2 separate regions of the Zea mays genome follow, and region 2 is linked to region 1. Evidence: chromatin contacts called from public Hi-C data. All regions are on one chromosome and are shown on one strand. The core of a region is the stretch at or near the end of the contact, and the rest is flanking DNA. Distances in the headings are between cores, read along the strand shown. Region 1 holds the start of LOC100283143 (amino acid permease 1). Region 2 overlaps LOC100501686 (Amino acid permease 6).

Region 1 (5,455 bases), core at 2,387-4,886:
GTTGGACTTGTTGATGGCCCTGCAAGCATGCATATATATACACACATGTCAACTAACAGTGTCATTGTAGTAGTTTCAATGGTTAAAGAGACGACGACGACTCACGCTGCACTGATGGAGGCTGTGATGGTGTAGCCGATGCCTGTGCCGAACATGTTGACGTACTGGCAGAAGCCGCAGAACCAGACGTACCAGCCGCCCAGGTTGCTCTTGACGGCCTCGGTGTAGGTGTAGTTGCGCTTGCCCGTCACGGGGTCGCCAACGCGGTAGCAGTCTGCGAGGAGGCCGCAGGTGTAGAAGGTGATCGCCGCGAAGAGCACCAGGGTCAACGGCCCGGCCACCCACCCCAGCTGCGCCATCGCCCACGCCAGCGACAGCACGCCGGAGCCGATCACCGCCGTGATGATGTGCGCCGTTGCCGTCCATACCGTCCCTGCATGCATGACGATTGAGGAACATCCAGTTATATAATATATAATGTTGCGTAAACAAAGTCCATTAATAACGATGACTTATTTAAATGTTACACGCCACAATCCATCCATATATTATAAATATATAGGTTATATTGGTTTAATATATATAGAATTTAATTTAAAATCCACATCAAACCACTCCGAAATTAACAGCAAGCATGCATGCATGGAACGATGGGCATATACTAGGTGCTCAATTCAATGCGTACCATGCATCTGCACTCAATATTCAGCATGGAAACAAAACAGTCGTCGTCGTCGACGACGACGCATCCATCGAACCGCATCACCATAACAGAACGATATCAGAATCGACGACGACGACAAAAGAACTCACAAAAGGACAGACGACGTACAGAAAGGCATACGGAACCTTCTCACTGCTCCGATCCCGGCCCTTTCGGCGCGTTGCCATGCAGAAAGCAGCAGAGAGCCATAGCCAAGAATCGGCGAGAAAGCTACGGGAAACCATCGCGGAGGTGGTCATCAATGGACAGCGGCTAAGCTAGCTAGCTAGGGCGCGGTAGATGCATGATGGCGACGGTCGAGTCCACGCACGGGTACGTAGCGCCGCAGCTAGGTTACTTGGCGGCATTCATTCAGTGCTCGGAATTCAGAAGAGATCGTCGGCCTCTCTCTGCAGCTCTTCTGCATCATATCCATCGTTCTTTTCACTGCTTCTTGCCACACCGTACCAGCCTTCTCTGCTAGCTGTCTAGCTTCTATACAGCAGCAAGCCTACTTCAATCACGAGATAAACAAACTCTGGAAGCCGTGCCAGTGTCATGGTCCTTGAGGCTACTCCTATAGTCCTATGTGTGGTAGCTAGGGCCCATGTTTGATTATATATATACTTTCACTTGTTTTAAAATTATAAATTATTCTAACCTCTTAGAGAGTCAAAGGATGATTTATAATTTAAGGCTGAGAAAATAGTTGCTAAGCTCAATCTTAGTAGGGTTTGTTGAGCATCAGTAAATCAAGTAAATATAATTTCAAAACATATTTCATGAACGATAATTTAGTGAAACAAAACTCTTTTGTTGATGTTGGTGTATTCTTTTAATAAACTTGACCAAAGCTTAACATGGGAAAAACACAATACTCCTACATTGGAGACAACATTATCGAAGCAGTAGAAGGCTTAAAGTACTCCTGACAGCACAGGGTACAAGGCTAGAGGGAAAAAAAAAGACAAGATTACCGGAGAGCAAGTCTAATAATATAGCTGATTGCTGGTTATTGCAAGGGTCTTTGCAGCCAACTTCTTAGCCGACTGGTATAATAGTTAGCTCTTCGTTATTAATGTTTGGCCTCACTTGTCTCTCTCACAAGTTTTCTTGGTTCTCATGTTTCAAAACCAGCTATAAGTTAGTAAGACGTTTCTCCTCTCTCCTATAACTCAGCATTTAGCCTTCTTAACTTATAGCCTGTTATTATACTTGCTTGATCTAAAAGGAGCACATTGGATTGTTTTCTTGAGGAGAAAGATTTTGCTTATTGCAATCTAATTAACTGATGTAACAAGGATATGCGTGGCAAATTTGGCAGTGTGATGATAACTATGCGTGGAAAGGAATTAAATCCTCACAAAAAACGACAATACTAATTAATTCTTCCCGTCCAAGAATATAAATATGAATTTGGAATGGGTGCAAGTGGAATTGTGGAAACGAAAACAGTAAACGACAGCGTGCTACCATTCCATTCACTTGTATTTTTGGTAGCTTAGTTGCTTTAAATTACATCACCAGGGCACATGTTGTGCTGGCTCTTTTTATCATGCACGCAGGGGGGCGCCAGTGACGCGCTGGCGCCTGGCGGCACGCGTTTATCTGTTATTATTTCCCTTTCATACGTTAACAAAAGAATCTCGGTGCATGAATATTCTACAAATTATAGGGCCTGTTTGTTTAGAATTATAATCTAGATATTATATAACTATAATCTAACTTATTTGAACTATAAGTACAAGTTAAAAATAAATTAGATTATATAATCTGGTGGCCAGATTACAATTCGAAAAAAATAGTGTTCAATTTTTTTTTTTTTGAACCAGGCCCTCTACAACAGGCCGAGATGCCAAGAAATACATTTTATGTCCAATTTTTTTTAATAAATGCACGCTCTGATTGGAGTCTCTAGAACGAAGGACAGTGACACAGTGTTCATAAATGTGAGTGTATTCCATCTTTTGTCACTTTATAAATAGAGGAAAACGTATACCTGTTAGCTTCGCAGATTCTACCATAGGACAGCTCTAAAAAAAGCTAGAGTTTTTAAAGCATTTTCTAGGGGCCCTCGTAACTCTCTCTCTATATTTTTTTTCCTGAAGCGTTTATATATAAACCTTTATCTATTTAGCTAAAAAAACATAGAGCGGACGACTGTCAAGCAAACAAACCCATTACGTATGGTAGAAAGTGATTTAGAAATCCAAGCTGTAATACTCTAGCTATGCATGCCACAGCGACCCAGCATACATGCAGCCACCTCATGCATGCACACGGCTAGAGTGTAATAATTAGAGGAGAATCTTCTAGTTGTGCAGATCATCAACAAGCTAAGGGACAGTAAATGCTGGGTTAACAGTAGGTAGGTGCATGCTCATCGAGATTGTCTATAGATGGTAGGGAGTAGGAACGAGCGGCACCGGATTTTAATTCTCTCGTCGTCGGCTAAATATTTGGTTTCGCCTTCAAATATCTGGAGCGAGGCCAGGGCGAATCACGGAACGACGAGACGGCCGCCGCGCGCAGTCCATCCCAACGTACGAAACAATGAACAAGAAGCGATAGCAAGCAGGAAAAAAAATCATTGCATGCATGCTATTTTCAGATCTGCGGCGAGGGATCGATCGATGCTTCTACGTACCTGTCCTCCTTTCCTTGCCGTCGTCATCGTGATCGCCGCGGAAGCGAGGAAGGGTGGCCAGGCGGTCCTCCAACTCCATGGCTCCGCCGCGCATCGCACCTACCATGAATCGCTCTCTCTGTTCGTCTCTCTCTCGATCTGCACGTCTCTCTGAGGCCGCTCTGTGGCTACTTCTCGCTCGCTGGCTTCGCTCCACACACCGGTGCGTGACGATGGCAGGTGCAGCAGCAAAAGAGTCCGCCGAGCGCGGGGTGCGGTGGTGGGTCTCGAGACTTGAGAGGGAATAGGGACCGGGGAGCCAATCGATGGCGCTATATATAGACGGAAAATGAGAAGGTTGTTGTTATTCTGTTGGACGAGGAGACCAAATTTCCAACAGATATTCCGATTTTAACCTCAATTAGAATCTAGATCAAATACGTGTTGTATTTGTGTACTTAATATCGGGTCTCGTTACCGTGAATATCGGTTTAACTGTTCAACAGATCTATACGTAAATCTCCCAGACTCTGTGCACGATTTTTTCATGTTTCTCTTATTTATTATAGAAAATCGAGAATTTCTTGGTGGTCAATAATTTTCGATAGCTCACGTCAGGCCATCAAAAAATAAATCTGTTATTTTCGTGATCTAAACCCAAATTTAAGGATAATTGATATGCATCTTATATTTATGTCAGGATCAAGTTTTATACATATAATGATTTAGTGTAAAAAAAATCAATGATACAATTTTTTTATTACATAACGAAATGTCTTTACATAAAATAACTAAATAAACTAAACTAAATAAACTAAACTAAACGAAGATGACTTTTCTACATACACAGTTGACTGGAAGACGATAACCTAGAACTCGTCATAATAATCCTCATCCAGTGGTACTTGTTTCTGATTTGAGCAATAATTAAATCAAGGGTGAGTACACTCATCTTTTAATTAAGTATATCAAAATTTACTTCCATATATTAATCATGTGACAGGCTCGATCCACTCTTAACCGTGAGCATAACTGATATATCAGGTTTACACTCTGCAGATGTCGCACATCTATAGGAAACAATGACGTCTAAGAGGGGATGAAGTAGGACTTCTAAAAACATTTTTCTAAACTAGACCACAATTAAATCCCTAGAACAAAACCTATGCAATTAATCAATCTAGAATATGCAAACTAGGTTTTGTCTAAGTGTTGCTATCTCTACCGCAAAGCCTAAGTTTCAATCCTAAATAATCTAACTAGAAAGGAGAGATTGAAACATAAATACTTAATATAAATGCAAAAGGTAAAGAGCAAGAGTAGAGATGCAAACTCTCGTGGATGACGCTGATATTTTTACCGAGGTATCCGGAAACACGCAAGGTCCCGACTAATCCTCGTTGGTGCCCTTACGCAAAAAGGGTAGCCCACGTGAGGGCCAAGCACCTTGGTCGAGTAACTTCGTAGAGAGTCGCATGCCTTCTCCACGCGCAAGTGGTGCTCCGCTTCCGGCTCCTCTTGGATGCTCCCTGCCATCTCCACTATCGAGCTTCCGGCCGAAACGCTGCGGGCCTCGTTCCCTTTGGTATATGGTGGCGGTCGTGACACAAACTCAGTTGTCACGGTCTCGCAAGACTCTCGCCCCACTCGGTACAATTACAACGGCTCGCGCAAAATACGAAGGGTTGTCTGTTTTTTCTAAACTCACTCAACTAACTAGGATTCACCTAGAGCAAGTGCATAAGCGGTCTAACTAACCTAAGCACTTTGCAAAGCACCTACGCTAATCACCGAGTGATTCTATTAAGCACTTGGGTGTTTGAGCACTTGAAAATGTTTACAAGATGTATTGGTATGTTGCTTGGGCTCCCATACCTTCAAATGGTCGGTTGGTGGGATATTTATAACCTCCCCCACAATTATAGCTATTGGACAGAAAGTTGACTCCTCTGTCGTCGGGTGCATCGGACAGTCTGGTGCACACCAGATATGACCCGTGCCCTGGCCACGCTAGCCGACCGTTGAGGTCTGTAGCAGGCGACCGTTGGATCCGACCGTTGGCCAGACTGTCCGGTGCATACTAGATAGTCCGGTGCTACAGCGCCCGAGAGTCCTTGGTTGCGGGC
Region 2 (6,007 bases), core at 1,004-3,503, 260 kb after region 1:
CAACGATGATAGCCACAAAGTTCTAATCGAGAAAAATGTTCCTAGGATTTGGGACCAACTACGATGGTTGATGGTCGAGGTGCGACGTTCCGTGAGCCACCTCTACGTCCTCAACATCAGCATCGCTTAGCATGTATGCCTCACCGCTTGAACCTCAGAGGTTCCCTGGCAATAGCATGTCAGGTTTGGACATCTTGGGTTCTAGGGACTCAGGAAAGTACTGAAGGGTGGCCTAGTGCATGGACTACAACCAATTGAGCACATCGTCTAGGTCTGTGAGAGTTGCTTGGCCAAGAAGCAGCGACAATGTTTGTCCCCTATGGCCAGCAAGTACCATGTGGCTCTTCTACTTGACCTAGTGCATGCATATTGTGTGTTTTGATCACCTCAAAGACACATGAGTGAAGTTGTTCCTCCTTGTCGTCGATGAAAAGAGTCGCTTCTTGTGGCCCATGTTGCTGGCATCAAAGGACTAGGTTGTGACAGTTATCATCCAACTCCAGGCACGAGCCAAGGCAGAGGCAGGCCGAAGATGGGTATGCTCCGCACTGATTGCTATGGCGAGTTCATGATGCACACATTAAACAACTAATGTGCCAAGGACATCATCCAACGTCACCTCAATGTGCCGTACATGCCCCAGAAAAATGGTGTGGCGGAGTGGCGCAACCAGACAGTGCTTGGCAACGCTATAAGAATGCTGACCCCTGAAGGCTAAGGGGATGTCAGGTTGTTTGTCAGGAGAGGTGATCGCCACAGTCGTCTTCTTATTCAACTGATCACCAATGAGGAGTGTTAAAGAAAATATGTCATATGAAGCCTGGTATGATATAAAGCCTCCAGTTCACTTCGTTCATACTTTTGCGTGCATGGCACATGTGAAGGTGACCGAAAAGCACCATTAGAAGTTGGATGACCGGAGTACAACAATGGTGTTCATCGGGTATGAGCCAGGGTCCAAGGTGTACAAAGTTCTACAATCCCAACATAGGATGTGTGATCATCTCATGTGACATGGTGTTTGAAGAAGGAAAGGCATGGGACTAGAGCAGTGTCGACGGGTCTGGTGCAACAGGAGCAGAACTATTCCATGTTGAATTTTTTATAGTGACGATCCAGGGCATGGACATCATTGGACCAGAACAGGAAGACACATAAAACATAACATATGTGTTAGGTCCAAGCAACACAATACTACGTCGGGCTCACTAGGGCGCATGAGTGGCATAGCATCAGTGCCAGGCTCATCAAGGACACCAACATTAGGCGGAACATTTGCACCAGTGCTTGGTACACCTCCAATAGTGGCTATTACACCTTCATCACCAATGGAGGTGGAGTTTGTATCACCACCTGACACTACTTCATACCTTGATGTCGACCACGACGGTGAGATGCCTCTCTGATTCAGAATGTTGGACAATGTGCTTGGGTTGGTGGAAATTTGTGGCTTAGCATAACAGAGTTCGTGGTGGATGAGGACTTGCTCCTTACCATAGATAATGATGAATCAGCCACATTCGAGGAGGCTTGAGGCGATGCCCGCTAGCATAAGGCTATGATATAGGAGATAACATCCATTGAGGAGAACAAGACGTGGCCTCTCGTCGACCTTCCTCCACGCCATTGCCCAATTTGGCCTGAAGTGGCTGGCAAATGAAGGCGCGATGAGAAGGGCATCGCCACCAGGCACAAAGCCTAGATTGTTGCCAAGAGGTAAATACAATAGTCGGGATAGACTACAACGAGGTGATTGCTCCAATCCCATGGATAGAATCTATGAAGTTGTTGCCAAGAGGTAAATACAATAGTCGGGAATGAGAAATGCAAAAAATATTGCCCATTAGATTTGAATGAGTAAAAAAGAGGGGTTATCCAATGGTCTGAACCGTTGATTTTGATGGTGTTAAGTCTTGGTGTAATTTGTTTGGTAAATTTAGTGGATGTTATGGATGTGGGTGATTTGTTTAGGTGGGTTTTACAAAGCTAAAACCGATGGATTATATAGTGGGAACACTCAGATCTGTATGACTAAAAAAATATAATAATTAGTGATATTTGCCTCGGATCCTTTTGCGCCCTTGTGGTCACACTCTGACCTCTCGATTACATTTATGCCTTATAAAATTTAAAGGTTACAGGTGGAGAATCAACAAGCTATAGTTTGACCTGCTAATCGAGTGGCACATGCTATTGACCCATGTCCCTATCTTACATGATTGGTCACCGAAGTGACAGGGACGAAGTGTCCAAACTAATCATTGGACCTCGGAGATAAATATCTCCCTCCCACTGTCCTCGAGCCGCACAATTCAGCGACGCAAAGGTCGCTCGCTTTCCCCTTGGTCAACAAAAGCCCCCCGATTTGCGTTTGGTCCGATGTGCTAAAATCTCCGACCGCTGCTGTCCTCGCTCGGAGAACGGAGATTGCCAACGCACAAAAGGCTATCCTATCTCGTCCATTAGCATATATATACTAGCATGTGCTCCCACTGTCTAAAATATATATTCGTCTCACTTTCTAATAAAAATAATTATTTTTAAGTTTGATTAATAATATCAGTTATTATAAAAAATATTCCATAATTAATTTAATAACATTTGTTTATTATCATAAACATTAATATCCTTTATCTAGATATGATAAAAATTAGATAATTGACTTCATCAAAAGGGGGAAAACACCATTTTAGAACGTCGAGCATATAATGGCTCATAATTTAATGGTCCAGAACAAGAGACAACAACAAACATAGATTAATGTTAGTTGTCTTTTAGCCGTAAAGGTGAGTCGTACGTGAAGCACTTCACAATCTAAAGACCACAAAAAAATAGTCTAGCAGGTGAACTCATGCTATCTTGATGAAAAGGGAATAACAAGTGGATATACAGTAAAATTGACTCCCCGACCCCGATGAGCAATCTATGTTAGATAGTCTATGCATCTTTAGAAAATGGGCAATACACGTTAACCAAACCAGAGTGAAAAAAAACAGGGTATTTCGTGCATATAATTGTGTAAAACAATTTTACAAGTGAAGTTTAAAATAAAATATGAGATAGAAGACGTGATATGAGACATGAAGACAGCCTAAAAAAGAAAATAGATCTATAACAAAAGATTTTATAGGGCTGTACGCCAAAAAGTCAGAGAAGGCCGGCCTACGGCACATATATGTCACATAGATCTAGAACAAAAGATTTTATAGGGCTGTACGCCAAAAAATCTTGCATTGGTATGCTCGTCGCCAGCCGCAGTCGACAGACTCTTGTCAGGACGATATCTCCTTATTGGATATATATAGCGGCTTCCGTCAAAAAAAAAGATAGTGCGGCCATATACACAGCCTCATTGTCAAAGTACATATTGTGCGGTCAATGAACTCTTTTATTTTGAAAATGAAGCATAGAAAGTACAAATGGGTGAAAAGCAAAAGAGAGAGAAACCCAGAAAAGTTTCAGGGATCAGGAAGATCAGCGCCGAAATGGAATTTCCAGTCAAGAAATGCAGGCTGATTGCCACAATGCCACGCATATATATACACTACTATATACTAGTCATAGTCGAAGTGGGGATTGCGTGTCAAAAAGCATTGTAACTTTTTCCCTACACGTGAAGAAGGAACCTATATAAAGTGAGAAAATAAACAACAGAAAGTCGCATGCGTGTAGTTCCATATTCACATTAGAGCTTGTCATGTAGTCTTTGGACAACAACAATAGAGCTTGCACACGTTGACTCAACTATACACCTCTCTCCTCTATCCACATGGCTATAGGGCGGGCTCTTATCAATTATAGCTACATGTGTAGCTAGCTAACTGATTCAATTATGCAAGCATCTCCAACAGAGAGTGATCTATTGTTAAATACAGGGCTTAACTTATAAAAAGCAGCTACAGCAGTATTCTATATTTTACAATTTTTTATTAAAAAAATATAGAGCAAACTATAAAATGAACCAAATATATAACACCCCAGATTATTACCATATCCTTGTTCTCTATATCACCCTCAACCTTTTTTACTAACAATGTAATTTATTTACTAAAATACATGGTTTAGGGTTTAAATGTTGAAGCTTAATTTATTTTTAGTGCCCTAGTTACTTTAAATGATGTAGTATTTTAATTTCTGAAGTACTATTTTGAGGCACTTTATGGAATGGAAATATTCTAGAATGTTAAGTTTTTTTCAAAGGTACTGTATGTTTCTCCAAGGCTAGATATATTACTATTATGGTGTATAAGATGTCAGCATTGACTCCCAGCTCCCCCTATATGCACATTACAAAGGCGACCGCGCGTTGTATCTGCAGGACCCCAGCCCGGCCTGCGCCGCCCGTGGCATTTGACCTGGGTCTACGCTGGACCAGCACGCCCCGACCCATACATAACCCATATCCCATGCCCGCCACAGGCCACAGCCAAAGGCGCGTCGTCTGCGTCTTCCTCCTCGACTCAGGCTCAGGGTCAGGGCCGTCCGTGTGGGGGTGCCAAGGGTGCGGCCGCACCGGGCCCCCAAAAATAAAGGGGCCCCTAGCCACTGTACGGTAGCATTTTTTCTATTAAATTTATCTATTATAGACACAAATACGTAAAGAGCGATACATTATCGAGTTATCGACTAGTCTCGTTTATATTCTTAAACTGTCTCAATTACTTATCGAATACTCCGTCCGTTTCAAAATAATATTTGTTTTAGTTCTTGATTTTTATGTTTATATTGATGATGATGAATCCACTAAAGAAGCAAAACAAATTCTATTTTGATATAGGAAGAGTATTATAAACTGTATATATGATAGTTGCTTTGGCAGAGAGAAGCTTTTTAAAATTGAAATGTTTTTGTGAACCATTTTTGATCAACAATAACTCAAGAGATGTTAAATGGCTTGCTGATTCTATATATCGAAAAAAAGTTGTTGGATGAGATTGATCTCAATGATATAAGAGATGACTTTGTATCACAAAATGTTAAAAGATATTTTTAATAATATCAGATAACAAATGTTTTTTGCTATATTTTACATTTATTATCTTGTAAACTTTAAAATAGTGCATAATATATATATATATATATATATATATTTGTGTGTGGATGGGTCTCGATATCGGATTTCGCACTGGGCCCCTGAAAAGTCAGGAACGGCCCTGCTCAGGGTGCACAACAAGACAAATACGAGCTAATCAGGCAACGATGCCACAGCTGCCGTCGTCCCCCTCTGGCTTCTGGCTGGGTCCTGCGCACGTCATGATTCCGCGAACGGCGTACGCCACATTCCTTTGCCACGCCTGCTGATTCTACTCCCGTCGATGCCACCGAAGTTTTGAGCCACTTTCTTATCATTATGGCTGATGTGATTACAAGGCAGATGATATATACTACACCGCCCATGGTAAATTTGGTCGTAGCTGAGGTCAATATGTTTTTTTCCTAACTTCGGGATGTACAAACCAATTAAATGAGATATCTTTTAAGTGGTCTCTAAAAAGTTATGTAAAAAACGGGTTCTTTTATAAATAATCCGTCTCTACAGGACTATCTCTGTATATTGTGTCCTTTTTTTACTATACTTATGATTTGATTTAGGAGATTAAAGTTGTATCATGCAATTTCTTAGTTTCGGAAAATCGAGCTGAAGTCTCTAGATTTTGTATATGCTCTAACGGTGTTCTACGAAATGGTTTGTATAGTTTGATACCAGCCTAAATCCGTCCATGCAAATCCATATATTGCGAGAACATCAAGTATTCCAGACCAAACAAGAAGAACTGCGCTCAGGCTCTATTATCGGTCACTTCGAATCAGAAGCCGAAAAGCTTCGATGTGACCAAGCCCCGTATGGACGTCGGACTGCCCCACAATAATATTTTTCCCAGCGAAGGCAGCAGAACAAAGGAGGGCCGAAGAGAAGAGACGGCCGGCGGCGGGGCTAGAGATCCGTTGTTCGATCATACGTACCCGTGCGCTTCTTCTTGCCGTCGTCGTCGAGCGTCTCGCCGCC

Evidence for each region. A called contact is a pair of places that touch in the nucleus more often than the background predicts.
Region 2: a Hi-C map of leaf shows a contact between it and region 1, with 2.5 times the contacts expected there. The contact joins the enhancer-like site here to the promoter of LOC100283143 in region 1. A contact is called at or near these places in 3 of 25 Hi-C or Micro-C datasets (ear and leaf).

What each region holds. Positions count from the first base shown.
Region 1 is chr9:79,148,474-79,153,928 of Zm-B73-REFERENCE-NAM-5.0, forward strand. LOC100283143 (amino acid permease 1) reads right to left here and starts at 3,637. Exons shown (of 3, transcript NM_001156045.2): 1 at 3,351-3,637; 2 at 106-433; 3 at 1-19. The coding sequence starts at 3,456.
Region 2 is chr9:79,406,183-79,412,189 of Zm-B73-REFERENCE-NAM-5.0, forward strand. It overlaps LOC100501686 (Amino acid permease 6), which reads right to left. Exons shown (of 6, transcript NM_001362815.1): 1 at 5,965-6,007. Among protein-coding and RNA genes, the nearest start is that of LOC100501686, 3.2 kb to the right of the region's middle. Within about 2 kb of position 2,254, at least 9 of the 20 cell types and tissues checked have an H3K27ac peak or open chromatin away from gene starts, as enhancers often do. A contact at or near this core is called in leaf, where this site is marked.